Linked DNA regions of Gasterosteus aculeatus: region 2 is linked to region 1. A link is a contact called in public Hi-C data. All regions are on one chromosome and are shown on one strand. The core of a region is the stretch at or near the end of the contact, and the rest is flanking DNA. Distances in the headings are between cores, read along the strand shown.

Region 1 (6,608 bases), core at 2,713-5,212:
AATGAAGATACCAATGAACTGACAGAGGCAGCAGTGGACCAGCATCTCCTGTTTAAAAAATAGATTAAAAAGTGATGTGATTTGTTTCTCTGACACTTAAATGTGCGCGAGAGAAAAGTCCACAGACGTTTTTGTCCGCACACACGATAGTTGTGGTTTGTTCGAGCAGAAGATTACACTCGGCTGGCTTTTAAGGACCTAAATAAGCCCGTAAAAACCCCTTTACCCCTTTTTAACTATAACAGGAAAAATCTACACCAGGAAACACTATGAATATCAGCCAGGAAGCAGATGTCAGAATAAATCTATCTCCCATGGAAAAGATGATAATGATCTCCGCCATTTGAGGCACTTAAGCTTAATTTGACCGGGCGGTGAAATGTAAAAAAAAAAGCACATTAACGAACTGCAGTCCAGCACATCTTACCTGCAAAGCCATGGCTCAAATCAAATACTTAATTATCCAAATATCGGTTAACTTTTGATTATCAGGCGGGGGAGCCACCTCTCTCGTCCTGTCTACGCGCGCCCACGCCGTCGACCACGGCGGCGGTGCAGCACGCAGCGGTTTAGGCCGGGGCGACCTGCCCAGTATGCAAATGTCGCCGGCGGTCAGAGCGGCCGTCAGCTGTTCAGCGACCAGACGGCAGCCGTGGAAAAACAGTGCCGTTGGATGCAAACGACAGCGAGGTGACATGCAAATATAGAGTGGAATTACAAATACATCCTGGATGTGATGACACACGCACACACACACACAAAAACAACAAACTAGCAACAAGATCTGTTTAAAAAGTAGGCCGATTTTATTCATTAACACAAAACGTCCTCCTATCAATCCGTCTAATCCCGACAACACTGTGTGCTGGACACAAGTTTGTTCATTCATACCCTCACTGAGCAGCACTCACTGGCCAATGAGGAACACAAACACTACGACGGCTTTACAAAAAGGGGTACGATCAGCAATACGTCGTTCTATGCACATCTAGCAACGACTGCTCACAGCGGGACGTGTCATCCTCCGAGTCCACGTGTCCATCCCATGGTCTCCCTCAGCGGATGCAGTTTGCCAACAATCAGCTGTTGTGGAGTTGACGACGAGGGAACATTTCATCCACTGAGATGTGATTGAAAGACGTAGGAAAAGCTACTTTTTGAAAATGTTCAACTGGTGTTAAAGGGACACGACGTAAAAGGTTGACTACAGTGAGCTGCTGTGCTGCTGCCTTTCGTTTTCTCCTTTGATCTGATAATTGGGCGGCACAGGGAGCACAGAGAGCCAAAGAGAAAACCTTGAACCTCCAAAACCGCCGATCGCTAACCGGTCGTACCAGAATGAACAAGCTCGCTTTTTTTTTTACTGTGGAGACATTTTGCGCCTCGTGGATGACACTTAAACCAGCTCTTGGTCAGACATGTTTCTTTTGTCTTCATCCGCTTGATTTTAAACACAAATCACGACGTCCCTCTCCGCTGTCTCTCATTCCGAAGCTCCACGGTCTCATCGATCAGCTTAATGACAACATGTCCGATTTAAACTCACAATGAATTAGTGATTCCCTACAAACAGGTCAGACCGAGCGGTCATGGCGCGCGGTTACGGAGTGACCGGCTGGTCTGGGCTTCTGATCGGCTCGCTGGAAAGAAGAGGGGTTACTGGTCTCACCATCCCTGATGGAGCGGCACAAAATGGGACACGAGAGCGGCTCTGAGGCGCGAGCGCTTCCTCTCCTCGCCTCCCCTGCTCCTCTCGCGTTTCACTCGCCGTCCCCTCCTAGGCTGCCTAGGATGTCGGTGAAAGGCTCATTTGTGGATTCGAGACTACAGGGAGCGTTGAAGATGCAGCATCTGAGAAGAAAAAACGAGGGCAAAACAGTCACAACGGGATTATTTTATCCCGGCTATGTAAATAAAAATGCAGTACTTTAAAGTTGAAGAACAAACTTGGCAGTGCGCTCTGCTGGACAAATGACGTCAGTCAGTTTTTAAGGCGCTAAAACAATTAGTTTGACTGTTTAACCAAAAAATAAAACATTCTTTGTTTTTAGTTATTTAAGATGTTCTTATTGCCCAACGTATCAACTGACTCGGCTGTGACATGCTTGTCAAAACCGGACGAAGTATCAGGAAATAAACCAAATGCAGTATCATCATCATCATCATCATCATCACGAGCAGCTCTGACAGCTCTGAAGGATTAAGCTCATCGGTGGTGTCACGACCCCACCAGTCAATCACAGTCAGAGGCCGTTAGCCAGATTTGGTCGCTGACGCAAACTGACTGAGAGCCCGAAGGCGACGGCGCTTCCCGGGTCGCCGTCACGCCGCATGTTCTCACGCAGGAATTACTGTTCAGAACGACTTGCTTGCCTCACAACGGCAGAAGTGTTTGCATGTGGAACATCAACGCTGGAAAATCATATTAAACTGTTTTATTGAAGGTTCATTGACTGCTATGTTTCTGTTTTACCCCACTTACATTTCACATATTTTTGTCTTCAGTTGCGTGGACACGACGTATTGTCCCTTTGATGTCGAGAAGCAGAAATTGTAGTTGTGCGTTGTGCCAGGAGAAGATGGACACCAGTCACTTTAGCAGCACGCTGAGTGAAATAAGTTAATCAAGACATTGACAGAAAAATAATCCGGAGACTGAAGTAATTAGATAGTAAGTAATTAAACTGGACCATTTCTCAGAAAAAAAGTATTTGAAGATGTCACCTTGGATCTTTCACTCTTGCCCATAACCCTAAACAGGCAACAACTGGCTAATTGATGGATAATAAAATGAATTGTTTATTGCAGTCCAGCATATAAAACCATCATCAATAACCACGATCAGTCTGAATGTTTTCACATGATGTCACACAACATCATAGGAACACACACACACACACACACACACACACACACACACACACACACACACAGCAGCCATGTTGACTCTGACTCACACATCTTCGCCCGACGCGCACGTGAGGAAGTCTCGCAGGATGTCGTGGGCAACAACAACAACAACAACAACACAACCTGGCCTCTCGCGACCAACGTCAAGCAACACAACTCGTGCGTGGCCTCCTGCCTGACTGACCGGGAGAAGGAGGCGGAGAGCGTCCGCTGGGCCCGCGCGTTTCACCGGGTAAACAGAGTCCGCTCATCGGACCCTCAGTGCAACGCTGGGACCCCCGACCCCCCCCCTCCTGCAGGGTGCGGGGGGGGGTGAAGGGAGAGGAGACCCCCCTCCCAGCTGACAACCAGGGGGTGTTAACCGGATTAGAGAGAGAGGGGGAGAGAGGGAGAGAGGGGCGGGGGGCTGCACGCAGAGGACCGTCGCAGCGAATTTTCTGTTTTTTTCTTTTCTTTTTCTTCTTCTTTCTAGAACTCAAACACCAGCCACTTTCTCTTCGCTAGCGTTAGCCAACAGCCAGAGGTACGCTATCTCTCGGCAGCTGGAAGGAGGAGGCGGTGGTGGTGGTGGTGGAGGTGGAGGAGGAGGAGGTGGCAGCTGAGAAGCAGCAGCAGTGACGGCAGCTAGCCCCGTGCTAACGTCAGCTAGCCCCCGCTCCGCGCGGAGCATTAGCGCGCGACAACCAGCATCTTACCGCTTCGCGTCGGGCCGTCGGTGTCCCCGGGGTGGCGGGTGCGATAAACGCGACGTCCCGGTGCTTATTTAGCGACATGGTAAGCGGGAATCCTGCGGTGAAAGGTCCATCGCCGGCTGTTTTTCTGCCATCCGCCCCACTTCAGCACCGAACGCCGCCGAGCCCCTGGATGCACTGCGCAGGCGCGCTGCTGCCGCCGCCGCCGCTCTGTGAGAAGATGCACTGCCGAGGCTCCACGTGAAGGTTCTGCAATGTGCAGAGGGTCACGTTGCACGACCAGCGTGCGCGACAAAGCCCGAAAACGCCACAGTATTCGTTCGATCGCGATTATGCTGCATTGGTTGAAGTCAAACGTTTTGCATGAAGAACAAAACATCTGTCCATTCAAGTCATTAAATAAAACCGGTCTGAAGAGGATAGCCACAGTGTGAAGTTTAGAAGGTCGCTATTCATATAAGAGCACATGCATCCTCAGGTTATAATCCAGTGAATAATATATACTGCATATTTAAACTCACGCATTACATCAAAGCGCTTCAGTAATTGAAGAGTTGTTTTATGGGTAACTGGTTTTCTAACATATTCGTATTATAATGGGTCTACTGTGCATTTTATATATGTCGTTATTCTGTGATGTTATCTGTGAGTTAGTGGACATTTATGTGAATGTGTCCGTAAGGAATGATCAAGGACTTCTTGGTTATTTTCTTCCTTATCTTAATCTTTTTCTCCTCCCTAAGGGATGAAAATTCAATTTTAAAAGTCATGGGTGATTTAAAATGAGATGTCAGGTGAAACAGCAGCACATGGCTTTGGATCAGACAAGAGTAGGTTGAGACTGTGTTTCAGGCCGTAGAAGTGGTTAAAAGGCTAAATCTATTTTCTACATAAAGAAATAAACGTCTCTGTAATTTCTTTTTAATGGGCAATCATTTTGGCTGCAGACAGCAAGCGAGATGGTTATGCTACATTTGACACCAATAATATTTCCTGGCATGCGAAAGGTTAATTATTTAATTGGTGTATTTATCTACTGTATTCATTTCCTTATACATCCCATTTACATTTGATCTCAAATCATTAGACACAATGTGAGCTACATCATTGTTTATAACATCAAATTATTTATAATTTTTCAAGAATAATGACTATTTGAGACTATTTGCTCCTTTTATTGTTTATTTGTATAGTTCCACTCCGTCAATGTGCTTCTGCAGCGTGAGAGTAACCACTGATCGTTCGGACTATTTTCCTACGGTTAACACAGGGGGGCACCAAAACTCTGCTCTCTCTCTCTCCCCCCCTCACACACAAATTACACACGCACACACACACACGCGCACACCTGCCATACAGCACTAGGAAAGCCTAATTGCAGTAAATCTGCATGTTAACTTTGCATGAATTATTTGAAAAGTATTACACACTGACAGCGAGCGGCTTTCGGCTGACAGAAATCACACCGCGTTTTGCGATGCACGTCTCATGGATTGGTGCTTTTCACATCAAAAATCTACATAAGTATTGTTAAAGCACTTCTTCTTAGCTGATGTAAGCATACAACCAGTACTGTAATTTGGGTATTTCATATATTTATCGGTCATCATCTTTGTGCATCTGCCACTCGTAATATTTCAATGTGAGGATCGATGAGCGTGATGGAAAGGTCATGAGAGGGAAGTCGAGAAGATGCATTTTGTGTGTTCCCTCAAAGGGCTCGGATCACATGCGGTTTTTCTCCACATGAGCTGATAACTGCTCATGCTGATTATGTGATAATGTCAAGAGCGACACACTCTGAAAAAATTTCACCGTAAATTAACGGTATTTTACTGGCAGCAAGGACGCCAGGAATTTACTGTTGTTTTATGGTATAATACCGTAAATGGTTTTTATACTATGTTACCGTAAAATGGATTACTGTATGTTACCGTAAACTTGAACAAATTTTACTGTGAATTAACTGCAATTTACTGTCAGTCGACGCTAGTAACTTACCGTTTTATTTACAGTGCCCTACCGTAATTTACGGTATGTTACGGTATGTTGTATATTGGATTACAGTTTCTTACCATACGATTACTGTTTTTGCATTATAAATACCAGAATGTTACCGTTTACTTATAACGTATACATTTAATTCCCCACAAATTAAAGAAAGACATCCAAACTCATTTCGGTCATAGTGGTTGGAGTTTATTAGATGCCTTTAAGACAAAAATGTTCGGCATTTGTAACCAAGAGCAAAACATAATATCCCGCATGTATATAATAATAAAAAAATTAATCATAAAATCATTAGGAACAAGGTAAACTAACTGCAACAATACGCTATGGAACACTTTCAATTGGCCGCAGCAAACGGCTGGCGTCCTTAATCCAGTGCCTCTATAAAAAAAAGATATATATATATATATAGAAACACTGTCATTGGTAAAATATTAAAATTACAAAGTTGAGGAAGACAACAAGATGTAAGGAAGGAGAATGTTAATCACGCTAGGCAAATAACACTTACCAACGTTACTTGGAGAGACGAGGCAATGAGAAACTCCTCCGATGTTGAACTGCACAGGTGTTCTGGATGAACTGAGATTACGCGTCTGACGTCACGTCAGGAGCAGTCGGTCACGATTGACACTCAAATGACTTTTAGGCAATGAACACTTTGAATAATACAAATATTTATAATCTTTACATTCCGGCCACTGAAACGACAGCGATGGCGGCGCATGGGATAGGGAGGGTGTGCCGTGCAGCACAAGGTTGGCGGTTCGAATCCTGGCTGCGCCCTGTGCCAAGTTAAAGTGTTCCTGAGCAAGACACCTAACCCCCAACTACTCCACATAAAATGATGTCAAAACATGGGCGTTTTGGATAAAAGTGACAGCTGCATGTATAGTAATGTCCTGTTAATCAAAGTCCTCATCGATACTATCTCATTATGATGACTTACAGCAGTGGTCCCCAACCTTTTTTAACTCACGGACCGTTTTCATATCA
Region 2 (6,608 bases), core at 2,814-5,313, 48 kb before region 1:
AACTTGAGCGGTTTTGGCTTGGAGCTGCTTTCGGGACTTTCCTGGGAGGAGGCCTCGTCTTTACCGGCCCCCGCTGACGACACAGAGGTGGAAATCAGCCAGCAGAAGCGTTACACAAAAGTACTTAATTGTCTTTGTGTGACAGACGTTAAAAGGAAAACGAGGGTTATAAGTAATCAAACACAGAAATAAACGCGTACAGACGATCACAACGTGCGCGGCATCACGCGGGATTTTCAGCTCACTTTGTTCAGCAAACAGGGCCGAGAGGGGGACAGACTTCTGGGATTTGACCAGGCTGGTGGACCAGGGGTTACTGCCGTCTGACAGGGGACGCACTCTGGAGACACACAGAAGTATAAAAACATCACGCACAAAACACCAACCCGTGTGTGTGTGTGTGTCTGTGTGTGTGTGTACCTCTCCGCAGCAGCAGGCCTCTCTTTGCTCTGTACTGAACTGGGCCCCCAGGTTCTTCCTTTCTTCTTGATTCCCCTTTTCACATCGTCAAACTCCTCTGGCCTGAAGAGGGCGCTGCGGCCCCACGTGCGGTTGCTTTCGTCTTGGGTAACTGTCGACACAACAACAGACAGAGAAACCCGTGTAGACACGTTAGTACGATTATTTTAAAATGTACAGTCCATCCGTAAAACCTCAGTAAATACACTAATACAGACTAAATGTTAAATAAGCAAATAATTAGTCGTGGGTGTTCTCTCATAAGAATGTATTTCAAGGCAGTTATACACTGGATGGCTTTTTAGCTTTTACCTTAATAACGGCATTGATTTAGGAAGATTCAAAGTGACTATTTTCTATAAATATACTAGAAAATATCACCAATGTAAACCTTTATTTGTGAAAAGGAAATCAAAACCTCCAAAAAGCATGAAAACCAAAGCTGTTGCAAAAGCTTACGGCTGTTGTGATGGCAGCAGACACGGGAAATCAAAATTATTATTTTTTTTAATTAAGATGATTGAAATAGAAATTTTGCAGAATCCGAAAGTCTACGCCGTAAATTGCTACCAAGAATAATACCAGTGAGAAAAACCAGCACACCCCAAGGCCGCACATTAGAAAAACCTCGTCAATCAGCCAACATGATCCCCACAGACGTCAAACCCTCTCATATGTCAGAGAAGCCAGACATCACGAGCAGCACGCGGGAAGCCGATCGCTTCGAGGCCGCGAGCTCGCTGGTCAGATCGACGTTATGTTGGTAAACATACAAACCGTCCCTCCGCATGTGGGACATCGCTGGGGAGGGAAGTAAACCAGTTACCTCTGACCAGCGTGAGACAAGTTGACTCCTAGTTTTTACTGCGCTAAAATGTAGTTGAGAGACAGGTCAATGACAGTAAGGAAATGATAAAAGAATATATATATATATATATATAAGAATATATATTCTTTTAGATTAAATACTATAGATATTTGGGACGTTTTTTATAATATAGTACACTTTTTGTTATAATAAATCACATGTATCCATTTAGTGAGATGTGTTCCAATACATGTTAAAGTAAAACTATCAAAGAATTTAAAAAAGTGCATTATTTCTTGGTAGTTAGAATAATTGTTTGCTCTTCATTTAATTGCATGTTTTGTGCACCTATGTTTCTGTGTTGTCTCTCACGCGCGCACAAAGACACACACACACTCGCGCGCACGCAGGTCATGAAATATTCCTCCCATCAAAACAAACAGCGATTCTGAGCCACAATCGGCGCTTCACGTCTGAACATCATCATTGCGCGTAGATGCTGAGCAGGAAGTTGTTACTGGCGGGCCGTTGGTGCGTGACCAAACTGTCCAAACAACTGGCTGCTCGTGGCTCGGGAGCTCTCGTTCACACGCCTCTCGCCGCCGGGACACTGGAACTGCTGACTACTTAAGAGAACAAAAGGAACAGGACTCACGCTGAATGGCTCGTAGCCGGGGGATGAGCGTGGGGCTGCTGGGAGGAGAGGAGCTGGTGCTGTGAAGGCTCCGCCTCTTGTCCATGGAAGGCGAGGCCTGCACAGTGATCTTATGCTGGAAGTCTGCAAAATGCAATATACAACTAATTGATATTTGAAGAGGAAACGGCAATGAAATGAAAGTGTGGATTTGGGAGAATAAATGTGCGGCGCGTTCCCCCACCTGAGGGCAGGCTGATGCGGTTTCCGTCCTTCAGTTTGAGGCGGGAACGCTTGAATTTGCCTTTCCTCTTCTTCACGTTGGGCTTGTCTTTGTTGAGCTGGAAGATGAGGATGTTGAGCTCCCTCTCCAGCACGTTGATCTCCCGCTCGGCCAGCTGCTGCTCGCGGCGCTTCAGGAGCTCCTCCTGAGACTTCTGCTGGAGCGTGGCCCGCGTCAGCTCCTCCTCTCGGGATCGCAGCTCCTGGAGGAACGCGGCGCCGGGACGCACGGGTCGTTAGATCGCACAGACACGCCTTTTTTATGAATGTTTCTCAGCCGGTAAGACACAACTCTCTTGTAAGACCGATGAGAATGCATTGCAAATCAACAGGTGGTAACACGTCTCATGAATCATTACACTACAGGTCATTTAGCTGACACTTTTTACCCAAAGCGACTTACATCGCATTTTTTAACCCATGGCTATTTACATTTTTCCCGAGGGGAGCAATTAGGGGTTAGGTGTCTTGCTCAGGGACACGGGGGCTCAAACCGCCAACCTTGCGGTTCCCAGCGCACCCTCTCTACTCCACGCGCCACCATCGAGCCTATGAATCCTATGTAACAAGGGGAAAAACAGAAAAAGGAGGCAGCAGTGTATTGAATAACGCTTCCTTCAGGGAGATTACTGCCTGCTGTTTCAGGCCGTTTTTACCAAGCTAACCAGTCACGTCCCCCCAATTTCCCTTTAACTGCTCGCAGTTGAGTAATAATAATCCTTACTGGATGACTTGCATAAAGTAGCTTTCCAGTCAAGCACTTCGGCCACCCACCTAGACGCAGATTACTGCGGGGCGTTTGGGGGAAGGTAATGTGCCATGTGTAAATGTTAGATTATGCTCTAAGCTATTTGTTTCTTCCTTCTCATGATTTATGGTTTACATAACAAACAAGCTTTATAGGGCTTTTTAAGGCCTTATGTGATTAACACAAAAGATACGTGTTAAAAATGTGGTTTAACACAACAGAACATTTCTAATAAATTAATGTATAACACTAAAAATATATAACTATCAAATAAAAAAGGCATAAATTAAAGTTTTAGGACTTTTTAGTATCTGTGTCATTCAGTTCACCATTTGTTGACTCAGCTCTTTGTGCTGATCCTGCAGTCTCTACAAACACTAATTACCCCCCCCGCTTTAAGCCAGCAATGGGAGACTTAAACAGGAAGCAGATTAAGGTTTTAACAAGGGGAAGCCTGCTGAAGCGCCCGGGCATTAATCACACTTTTTGTCTAACGCGCAATTAGCGTTTCCACTGAAAGTAACCAATTAAGTCCATAAAAAGCTGCCCAAGCTCAGATAAACCTCAGCAATCAGTCAACGTGTGTTACTACTGGTGTGTAAAAATACAGACACAAATGAGGGATGGAAGGTCTGCCTCATAATTGGCACGTCGGGTTTCTAACTTCTAACCACATCTGGTGAGGAAGCTGTAAGGTCTTCATCGCCCCGTCCCACCTTCTCTTTGGTCCTGAGCTCGTCAAACATCTCCTGGATCTCCACGCGCCAGTCATCCTGCATGCTGTGGAAAGAGTCCTGGGGCATGGTGGCCATTACCGCCTCCTCGATGGCCGACAGCTGCTCCAGGATGCAGGAGAAGGAGGGACGCACGTGGGGGTCCTGGTCCCAGCACTCTGGACGAGCACACACACACACGGTACATGTTAGTTAGGTACATAACTGCGTGTAACGGTCGTCTCATGTCATTCTGAAGACAAAAGTCCATTGAACCGTTTCCGTCCCGCAGCATTATCATTATGGTTCCGTTACACATTTACCTTCCATGAGCTTGGCGAAGGGTTCGGGGCAGGTGGAGGGGATTGGAAGAGTTAACTTATTGACAGCCACTCCGTAGGCCACAGCCAGGCCGTCTATCCCGCGGTACGGAACCTCCCCCGTGAGCAGCTCCCACAGCAACACGCCATAGCTGACAACGCAGGACATTTAGCAGGAGGGTCAGTGACACGGTTTGATAAATGCTTGCTGGGGTGTGCTGCGTCCTGCGCGCCATTTGTCGTACCTCCACACGTCACTGCCTTTGGAGAAAAGAGAGGACTTGATCACCTCGGGGGCCATCCACGAGTAGGTGCCCGCCGCCGACATTTTCGTGGTTTTGTGCCACTCCCTCGCCAGGCCGAAGTCCGTGATCTTCAGGGTCTTCCTTCCGATGTCGTCGTTCTCGATCGTTTCAAGTAATAAAACTGAGAAGAGAGAGGGACTCGTCAGTGAGTGACTGAATGAAATGGTTCGGGATGAAAGTGACAGATGTGACGGTTGCGGCCGTGATATTCGCTATAAGACCTGACTAAAGACCAAGGTGACATTTTTGAATGTCTTGTTTTGTCCAACCAGCAGTTCAAAACTGAAAATAGATCCCAGACTAACTTTCTATTCAATCTTTTCATCACAGTGAAAAAATATTAAAATACAACCATAACTGACAAACCTTCCTCTCATGTCTTTGTCAAAAAGACGCGAGTGGTGCGTATCAGCCGCCAAAGTCAAGACTCCTTGATGCTTTTGTTCGCTGTTATTTATCAAAATGTGCATTTGCCTCTGCAAAGATCTCGTGTTACAAACTGTCCCATTTCATGATTTACAGGCAGGTCAGTGTGGACATGTCTTATCAGCTGTGGACATTTAACAGCATGTCATTTCAACTTGAGTCAAAGATATTTCTTAAAGTGGTTTGCCGAGCGTCACTTAGGTGGGAAGATGGTGGGAAAACTTCCTGTGCGAAGGTAAACTAGTGGAGGCGTTGAGACGAGTTCCCGACCCGACACGCAACGTGCATCACAGCGCACACCTGAGAAGGTTGCTCAGTTCATAAGGCTGCTTGTTAACAGCTTCCTGCAGACGCTCTGATCTGTGAGAGTGGAAGTGGGACTCGAGTGGAGCGGCTACACGGTGTCGGTCACTGACCTTGGATTCGCTCCGTCAGACATTGGACTGAATGTGCAACACACACACACACACACACACACACACACACACACTTTAAGTTTGGTCTTTTCCACTATTTAAGATTAAATGGTTCACCTGAAATACACTTCGTGACCCTAAAGCCTGGCTGGACACACATTGTGATCATTACAAACAATAGTGAATGTGTGCGGCCAGGAACAGAAGATTGACGGCTTGATGGAAGACACACAGAGAACGGATGTTGTGAGCTGACGGATCTTGATCTTGTTTATTGGATGAAATCCAAAAAGGACGAACATTGAGAACAAGCTTCTAAAATGAGGATTTATGGTTTTGTTTTAGTTCATTTTTGAACGCCTCACCTCTGATCCCAAAGTTTGGCTTAATTTGTAATTCTTTTTTTACTACAACCTAAAATAAAATCGGCTCAGTGGACACAGACAGACACACACAAAGGGTGGACTGATTTTGCGCTGCGTTTTAGGCGCAGTGAGACTCCTATGGGTTCTACTAATAACAGGTATTGGTGCCATTACCCCCCTCAGGCAAGGAGGGGATCCTCTGCCCGGGCTGCAACAATAGGAAACCCATTACAAACAGGTTTCACCAGACCAATGATATACTACTTCTTGTTGTCAGGTTCCCGCTCAGGGACCTCGTAGCGCGTATGAGGACTTACGCCGGGTTAGAAGAACAGTAGTCTTGGGATAACCCCTTCTGCATTGAGTGGCCTATAGAATTTCACGGCAAATGCTTCCTTTGTAGCGCCGCGATCCTTCAGTCAGGCCCCTAGAGGTTTCACTCGCTCACTCTACCCTCTAAAAATAGGAAATAGGTCATTGAGGCTGCAGCTATTACTACTTAGAATGTTTTTTAGCCTGCTAGTTGTTTTTGTCAATGGATCGTGGATTGTAAAAAGTCTACGACAGGACTACTGTCGCTTGTCATTGTATGCATGAATTCTCTGATATAAATGAAGGTTATTATTTACATGTTTACATTACAGGTCATTTAGCAGACGCTTTTATCCAAAGCGACTTACATTACACTTTAAACGCATGGCTTTTTCACATTTTGCCCAGGGAGCAATTAGGGGTTAGGTGTCTTGCTCAGGGACACTTCGACTTGAGACATGGGGCAGCTGGGACTCGAACCACCAACCTTGCAGTTCCCAGCACACCCATGACGACCCATGTTTACATGAGACATCAGTCATCAACATTCACCGTTTAAGCAAGATACTACAATCTCAATTAGAAAATAATGTTGTTCTTTTTTTTTTAACGTTGGAGGCATGGAAACGATTCATGCTACTTTATCATTGGTTGCTGTAGCATACTGGTGACAAGACGATTTAGGTGATTTTTTTGTCAATTTGGTTAATTTGATGGTATTTAAGGAGCCGCCGACGAGCCCCTTCAGTGGGGCAGCGGCTCAGAAGCACGGCATAAAGGTACAGCACGTAGCATAGATTGCATCCTTTTAATGGGTCGA

What was found. A called contact is a pair of places that touch in the nucleus more often than the background predicts.
Region 2: a Hi-C map of skeletal muscle shows a contact between it and region 1, with 3 times the contacts expected there. The contact joins the enhancer-like site here to the promoter of rgs17 in region 1. A contact is called at or near these places in 3 of 6 Hi-C or Micro-C datasets (skeletal muscle and whole body).

Annotation. Positions count from the first base shown.
Region 1 is chr6:15,688,608-15,695,215 of fGasAcu3.hap1.1, reverse strand. It overlaps rgs17 (regulator of G protein signaling 17), which reads right to left and starts at 3,962. Exons shown (of 6, transcript XM_040177930.2): 1 at 3,606-3,962; 2 at 1,670-1,851. The coding sequence starts at 1,672.
Region 2 is chr6:15,736,951-15,743,558 of fGasAcu3.hap1.1, reverse strand. map3k21 (mitogen-activated protein kinase kinase kinase 21) reads right to left here. Exons shown (of 9, transcript XM_040179109.2): 2 at 4,210-4,390; 3 at 3,968-4,116; 4 at 3,648-3,823; 5 at 2,146-2,386; 6 at 1,923-2,045; 7 at 421-571; 8 at 246-340; 9 at 1-73. Among protein-coding and RNA genes, the nearest start is that of il22ra2, 9.6 kb to the left of the region's middle. Within about 2 kb of position 4,063, at least 1 of the 9 cell types and tissues checked has open chromatin away from gene starts, as enhancers often do.